Regions from separate parts of the Mus musculus genome. Here region 2 is linked to region 1. The links are chromatin contacts, called in public HiChIP or PLAC-seq maps. All regions are on one chromosome and are shown on one strand. The core of a region is the stretch at or near the end of the contact, and the rest is flanking DNA. Distances in the headings are between cores, read along the strand shown. Region 1 overlaps Gm33782 (a long non-coding RNA gene). Region 2 overlaps Gm33897 (a long non-coding RNA gene).

Evidence for each region. HiChIP or PLAC-seq counts read pairs in DNA pulled down with a chosen protein or histone mark.
Region 2: an H3K27ac HiChIP or PLAC-seq map of bone marrow-derived dendritic cells shows a contact between it and region 1, with 4 times the contacts expected there. The contact joins two enhancer-like sites. A contact is called at or near these places in 1 of 15 datasets of contacts at CTCF or cohesin (pro-B cells), 5 of 484 Hi-C or Micro-C datasets (B cells, CD4 T cells, cortical neurons and 2 more) and 3 of 115 datasets of contacts at active chromatin or transcription factors (bone marrow-derived dendritic cells, microglia and pancreatic cancer cells).

The regions. Positions count from the first base shown.
Region 1 is chr10:96,331,374-96,335,283 of GRCm38.p6, reverse strand. All of the region lies in intron 2 of Gm33782 (a long non-coding RNA gene), which reads right to left. Among named protein-coding and RNA genes, the nearest start is that of Gm33782, 24 kb to the right of the region's middle. Within about 2 kb of position 1,828, at least 117 of the 459 cell types and tissues checked have an H3K27ac peak or open chromatin away from gene starts, as enhancers often do.
Region 2 is chr10:96,722,913-96,726,725 of GRCm38.p6, reverse strand. The region is part of intron 2 of Gm33897 (a long non-coding RNA gene); the gene reads right to left. Among named protein-coding and RNA genes, the nearest start is that of Gm33897, 9.1 kb to the right of the region's middle. Within about 2 kb of position 1,690, at least 77 of the 459 cell types and tissues checked have an H3K27ac peak or open chromatin away from gene starts, as enhancers often do.

The DNA of each region.
Region 1 (3,910 bases), core at 579-3,078:
AAAGAAAAAAAAATGTCATTCATCATTTCTATTTATAGTTATGGCTAAGGAAGCTATTGAAGGACATGTAAAAATCTGTAAAATATATATGTATGTATACATGTACACATTCAAGGAAATAATTACACACACACACACACACACACCATCTCCCATGTTTTAACAAAGAAAGCACAACCTCCTGACGCTGCCATTTTCCACACAGTCTTTTGTTCGTTTCTTGAACAGCTGCCGCTATGAGTAGGTGAAACACACACACACACACACAGATCAAATTGCAGTTAGGTGTGTCAAAATGACTGGGTGTTCTTGTTCTGGGTTCCCAAGGCTAATTATTATTTTTAACGCCGTTTGATATGCTAAGTGAGGCTGCAGTAAGAGTCCTCATGTGTGCATTAGTCATTGCCATCACCGCCCATGGGTACTTCTGCATGTTTTGCTGCTTCCAAAGTGTCTGTAAACGATTCTATCTAAGCATCTGAAGAACATCACAAGCAGCTTCCTCTATGGTTTTTTCCTAGGAAATAAATACCAAACTGGCACAACGATGGCAAAACCGTGAGTGACATCAGTACATACAGTGCCCTGTCCTTCCATCCTGTCACGTGCCTGGTGGGTAAACATAAATAAATCACCTAATTTCCCTGTGCCTCAGTTGCTCTATCTGTAGTATGGAGCAATGAGGAATGAGATCTCAAGGGCCCACTTTTGAACTATAAAGCAGGCTTCTCTAAAGAAGGAGAGAAGGAAGGAGGGTCCTGTGGTGTGTTCGGCCTGTTCCACATAGCTAACTGCAGTTGTTTCCCGTTGCTAGGTCGTTTATTGATTGCCTACAACTAAACCTATTATCTTTGTCTAGAATCTTTTGAAGCAATCCATGAATAACAACTCATTTCAATTTCATAATGACTCCGAGGTCTTACCAGCTGTTGCCGCGCCTGTCTTACAGACTAACAAACAGACGCAAAGACACAAAGCCATTCGATTCAAGTCTGGCAGGTGTGAGACATAGATCCAGGGCTCACGTACTACAGCTAGTTCAGGGTCCTGGAATCCACTCTGTTATGTCCTGCGGAGCGGCCAGGAGCTTGACTGAGAGGCAAAAACAGCTAGCATCCTCAGGCTCTGCTCTCCAAGAACACACTGAAGATCACTGAAGGGCTAGCAAGCCCTCTACGTGGGCTAGCATGGAACAGAGAGGTCTCAACAATTTGAAGGAACATCAGGAAGTGTAAACCACCCCCCAACCTTCTGTAAGCATTCCTACCACACCCCACTAAGGTGGAGGGGGGCGGGGGCTGGAGGCAAGGAAGGGAAATCATACCAATACATGCCTGCTCCAGATCCAATCTTCCAGAAACAGTCCAAAGGAACACCCTGGGCATGTTCAAGACTTGATTTATTTAGTAGCTAACAGCGTAACTGCCAACTACAATCTTCAAACTAGCTTTACCCACTGCCCCACCCATCCATCAGACCTTGCCATTCCCACAGGCAGTGAGAAGGACCAGGTATGTTCATGTGTAGATTTCTCTGCTTGCTAAAACCCCCCAGGCTTTCCTTTGTTCTCAGGACATGCAAGTGGCCACCTGTATACCTGTGTTCTGGACTGTACGTAATCCTGCTGTCAGCTCCCAAATAAAACTCCCTTATTGATTGACTTTTGACAATTCCAGTCATTTTGTTTGTTTGTTTTGTTCTGTTTCGTCGTCCCCCACCCCCACCCCATTTCCTTCCCTTAAGGCAGCTCGAGGTAATAAAGGAACTGCCTGGTCTTGATCACGAGGTCCTCTTGCCTCAGCCTCCAAGTCCAGGATGACTACAGTGCCTAGGGGCATCTCTGCGATTTCAATCTGCCCTCTACAGGCCACAAGGAATACCCTAAAAGAATGATCTGCCACCAAGCTTCTGGTTCTCCCATGGCACTTGCACCACAAACACAGTGATTCCCAAGCTGGTGGCCACCTTACGACACTGTTCTGTCACTTGCATAAATGTCTTTTTGGTGTGTTGTCAGGCAAATACCTGACACTTGGCACTCTGAAAATTCCTAAAACACCACATACTGCAAAGTCAATGATTTGACCAGCTGTGAGCCCGCTTGCAACCCAAACCGGCAGGACTAGAAACAAATCGCACTGCTTCATGCTACAGAGCCATCTTTCCTAAGGGTGGGTGCGGTCTTGTGATCCTTGTGTCCAGTCCAGTTTCTCATATGTGTATTGTGACTTCTGCTTGTGCAAAACAGGACGTTGCTTAACCAGGCCCTTATGGGAGGAAATACAGCCCAGCAAGCAGAACAATGATTTGAAAGTCCTGAGTTCTATTTTCAGATCTGCTGTTGACTGGCTGTGCAGTCAGCCCTACGAAGGTCATTAGCAAAATGGCCTTGCCCTGTTGGCGGTCTCTGTATTCGCAGCTCTGGACGGGAAACAAATCAGGGAGCTGGCACTCAGCCTTGAGGAACTAGAGTCTTAGGAGAATAGATGTATCGTCAGGCTTTGTCTTCATTCTTAAAGCAAAAGCACAGAACAAAGCCTCTGGGGTGGGGGAAAGGAGCTGGAGTAGAATTCAGAGAGGAACCTGATAACCTTTCCAATACCAGAGACGTGAAGGGATGGCATGAGCGTTCAGGTCAAAGGCAGCTCTTTGGCACATGCTGAATCTCCTGTGTGGGATACGGAAGAGACAAAGGAACCTGAGCTTTGACAGACTTCTGTGAACTGAGTCAAAAACAGATATCCAGAGTGCTGCCTGGTAGGGAACAGGCTGAGGACTGGAAGGGTCTGTGGAGAACCAGAAAGCTTATAGCCCCTTCTAAAGAGTCTGCACCAGCTCTTTGTCCCTCAGATAAGCCAGTGACAAGGTCCTGAAGTGCTAGTGTTTTAAGAGGCACTGCACACTACCATTTTTATCAGGACTTCCCTTTTCTTTAAATGAAGATCCATCCAAGTTTTAAAGTGATAGCGGGCAGGTAAAAATGTGTGTGTAACTTGAACAAAGCCCTTTCCACATCTCTTTAACATGTCCATGGATGGGATTTCATAAGAGTTGAATTATTGTTTTCTGATAATGGAGCTATTCCTTTAAACAGAAGGGAATGAGCAGTCTAGAATGCGCGAGTGTTTAAAAAAATCCCAGTGCACGGGGCTGGGGAGATGGCTTAGTTGTTAAAGTGCTGGCTGGGGAGATGGCTTAGTTGTTAAAGTGCTTGCTATACAAGCAAGCGGACTTGAGTTTGGATGCCTAGAGCCCCTGTGAGAAGTGATAAGACAGTTGCCTTAGAGTTAATCTTGCTTTGGTGAAACACTACCACCAAAAGCAACTCGGGGAGGAAAGGGTTTATTTGACGTACACATCCTGAATCAGAGTCCATGGAAGCCAAAGCAGAAACTCCAAGTGGTCAGGAACCCAGAGGAAGGACTTGATTCATAGGCTACAGATGGGTAGTGCTTACTGCCTTGCTTCCAATGGCTTGCTTAGCCTACTTTCTTTTAGAACCCAGAGCCACCAGGCCGGGGTGGTAATCAACGACAACGGGGCCCTTCCACATTCAATCACTAATTAAGAAAATGTTCTACAGGCTTGCCTATAGCCTGATCTAAAGGAAGCATTCTCTCCAATGACTCTAGCTTGTGTGAAGATTACATAAAACTAGGCAAGACAATAATCTATATGGGTATTCTAGCACAGGGGAGACAAAGACAAAGAAAATCCCCCGAAGGTTGTTGGACAGCCAGCCGCTCTTGCTGAATCCTCAAGCTGTAGGTTCATTGAGAGATCGTGTTTCAAAACCAGTGTATTGCTGTGATGATTTAGGGCAGATGCTGAAATGCATGGGCAGGATATATACAAGCACATCTTCACACACACAGGAATGTATATACATACACACAGGACTTACACAGGT
Region 2 (3,813 bases), core at 441-2,940, 390 kb before region 1:
CTATCCTAGCACTCTACAGGCTAAGGTGCATCCCGATCCCCAAAGCACAGACATTTAAAATCATGCATGATTTGGAGGCTGTCAGATCATGAATTCATACCACATCACGTCTCCCTTTCAGTCGGCACTAGTGAATTACAAACTATGCAGATGCAGCAGGCCTGAAGGAGCCTTAGGTCAAGCTAGTGCCCTGTTCTACAAAGACGATCTCATGACGACTACCACCACCACCTCTATGCCCCCTGCACAGGTTCCACCTTCTCTGGGAAGATTTCCTGGCACATCTTCTATCTGGAGAGAGCTGGTCATTTCCTCCCTTGTGTGTTTATGAAGTCAAGACCATCTCCAAGACAAACGATGTGCTCTGATTATTTGTTCCATGCCTGGCACCATGTCTGAAAAGTATTGGCTTTGCCCCATACATCATTGTTAGTTAAATGACTCAGAGTAAATAGGCATTGGATTGACCTGTCTGGTAAAAAGAGGAGACTATGCACTACCTGCATGTGTGGTGTGTTTAAGTATCTATATTTGCATTTTTTTTTCTGTTTCATCTCTGAAAGAAACTATGGGCTTTTACAGAGCTTTGAATCTTGAACACTACCATATACATATGGTGGGTACCTGAACAGACAGTTATTTTGTTTTTGTTTTTAATATGAAGGGTCTACAGTGGCCTTTGCAGTTCTCTTCTTTGAACAACTCAGTCTTCAAGACTTCGACAAACATCTCCAGAATCTTTTTTTTTTTTTTAAGCATCTGCTAGGACTTAGTGCTGATGCCTCAGTGTGGACCACGTCTACCCAGACTTATTTCTATCCTAAGAATCTACTCTCCACTTGCTATATCATACCCCTCTCTATGGGTGAGAACTGACCTGCCTTGGAGACATGCCTACACACCCTAAGAGCCAAAGATGCTTCTGGAGAGAGGACAGGTCACCTGCCTGGTTGGTTGTAAGGATGCTAGAACTGAAACTCACGCCCTCTGAGAAAGCAGCGAGTGCTGGCTCCTAGGTAGCAAAATAGAGGGACTTTTGCAACTCATTGAAGAAAAAAAAAAGTGAATGCTTTGGTTTTACGAGACCTACAGAAATCATTCTTAATCTCCCTACCCATTCCAGATCTCAGACACAAGGAACTAATATTAGATTTGGCTCCCTGAGAGTGGGAGCAAGATTTTACTCCTTATCAAGGGTATATATCCTTGGAAGAGATACACTGTCGACAGAGCTCATTGAAAAGCTTATGAATGTATAGCCTAAAAGCCATTCCCAGGCTGCTCAGCTTCGCCCTTTGAAGAGGACAGTCAGCTCTCAGAAATCTCAGTATCTGGGGAGGTCCGTCACTTCACTTACATTTACTGCTTTTGAGGACTGGACTGTTTGCACACCTGGCCCCAGTCTCCCCTCATCTCTTTACCTAACCCCACAGGTCCACAAAGCAGCTGCCTTCTATGCAAAAAGCTTGTGACTTTTCCTTTGTCTGTTTTTGAACATTTTGCAATTCACAAAACTCCAAGGAACGTCTTACTCTCTCAAAAACATCCCCCAAGGATTTCAACAAGAGGCTGAGAGGGACAAAGAAGGTGGCTGAGTGACCCATTTCCTGGGTCTCACGGAGCTGAGCTGCACCTTCTTGGGAGGAGCTCAGCTGTGGCAGGCAGTGGGGGGTTGTTATCTACCACATCACAGCTTTCGGGTGTCATGGGTGCACAGCTGACCTCCCAGCTGGAGCCAGCACCTCAGTTCCCAGGCTAGTGTTTACCTTCTTCTCTTCCATTTTCAAGACAGAACTCTGTGCTCTATAAAACTTGCACACACCCAGGGAGGGAACGGGGTCAAGCTAATGTCTCCTTGTTTGCACTTTATCATGGAAAATAAAAACCTCTTCAATCGGGTTTATAGACCACACTCTTGTCCCCAAGCCTGATCTGTGGAGTCCCCAGCCTAACGATTGGTACTAACGATGGAGTTTCCTCCTCCGTAGATGACAGGTATCCTGAGGAGGCAAAAGCTACTGAGGAAACTTCTGTTTAAAATGCCTGCTACTCAGAATGTAGACCAGAAAGAGGAGAGAAGGCGCCTGCTGGGGAAGAAGGGGCAGAGAGGACTCCGCCCCTAAGACTGAGTATGCTTAGTAATAAACCATTTGGGACCAGCAGTGCAACTGTCTGTCAACTGCTGTTGAAACCTGAAAACAGAGTCCTTTTCTTTAAGAATGTAGCGCCCTCCCCCCCCCCAACCCCGCCCCCTAAAGTAGTCCACTCTCCAGTGGCTACTCTCCAGATATCCAAGACTATTTGGACAGCACAAATTGGTCCTGATAGATAAAATTAAAAAAAAAAAAAAAAGTGTCCGTGGGTAGGGAATTGAGGACTGGTCTGAAAAGAGATAGGAGACCAGGCAAATAAGATCAAAACGCATTTCGAGAAACACTCGAAGAATTAATGAATTACCCTTCAAGCTATGCAAGCTGCTGGCTGTTACTGAACGGCCTGGCTTAGCTGACTCCCGTAGGCTGAGCCTGGAATTTTAGAATAAAGCATAAATGAGTTTGAGACCTAGATCTGCTGCTCTTCCTAGAAGGACCTTCATGCATGTGCCTGCCCCTTTCTTAACCTGCTTCCGTTCTGTAAAAGGAGTTTTGTGAAACTTAAATGAGAAGGTGCTCTATCTATCACCCGGGCTAGTAATCAGACTGAGCGGCTATAAATGAAACAGACCCAACTAAAACTGCCTGCGACAAAGAAATGGCTGCTACGGGTTAGGCGCAAACGCCAGAAACAAGTTGAATTTAGCCGCATGCGGATCTGGGACTTTAAATGTAGTCTCAAGACTGGATGCTCACCCTGTGTGTTCTGGCTCCCGTCTTTTACCTTGTGGCTCTGTTTTGTTGTTTCGCCTCATTCTTCAACAGGTTCCAAAACAATCCTAGCAGACATTCTCAAAGATGTAAAACCTGCCTCTCATCAAAGCTCCCTGTGGATGGATCCAGCCCTGAGTCTCTCACTATGGACAAGAAAGAACTGGGGAGCGCATGAGCAAGAGGCCCGGATATGGAGAGAGCATCCTGGGACTAGAGCCCAGCCGAAGCCACAGAAAGTGGGACACGAGCACTTCCCACAAGAAGACATAACCTGATACCCTCTTTCTTTTCTTCTCTTCTCTTCTTTTCAGAAAGTGGCTATGTGTCTAAGCAGATATCCATGCAATCCAATATTATCTCATCTTTTCTAAAAGAGAATGGAGAACCTTTCCTTAGCCTTCTTTAAAGGACCAGAGACAGCAATGTCCAAACCATAGTGTCTGGTGATACTGAGTTTTAAGAGTAACTTTTACTATACAGACTAGAGTAAAATACTGTTGTTCCTCCGGTCACACTAAAGACAACTTGTGGGCTGGCTCTTCTTGTTTGCCTGTGTGGTTTTGACAGATAGGAATTTGTTCTCATTGGCCTGAACCATGTAAGTATGTTGTCTCTGTGTTTCATGTCATGCAAGGGAAGTACGTGTTCAAGTCTACCATGGTTTTAAAACACTGGTTTTCCTTGCACGGTTCCAGAGTGGTGAGGTTGGTTTCATGAAGTTCTCTGAGAGAGCTCCTTCCAGCGGAAATGTCAAAGGCCGCGATTTGCACCTTTGTTGCAAATGAGACAATAGAGAAATGTGGAAAAGCACTCAGATACATAGCACAGCCTAATTAATTAAATTCTTCTTGTGGGTATCAAGGTCCACTCCTGGAGGCGAGCTAGTAAAAACAATGAACTGTGTGGATCTGGCATTTAAAGCCTTGACCACATATTTGCCCATCAT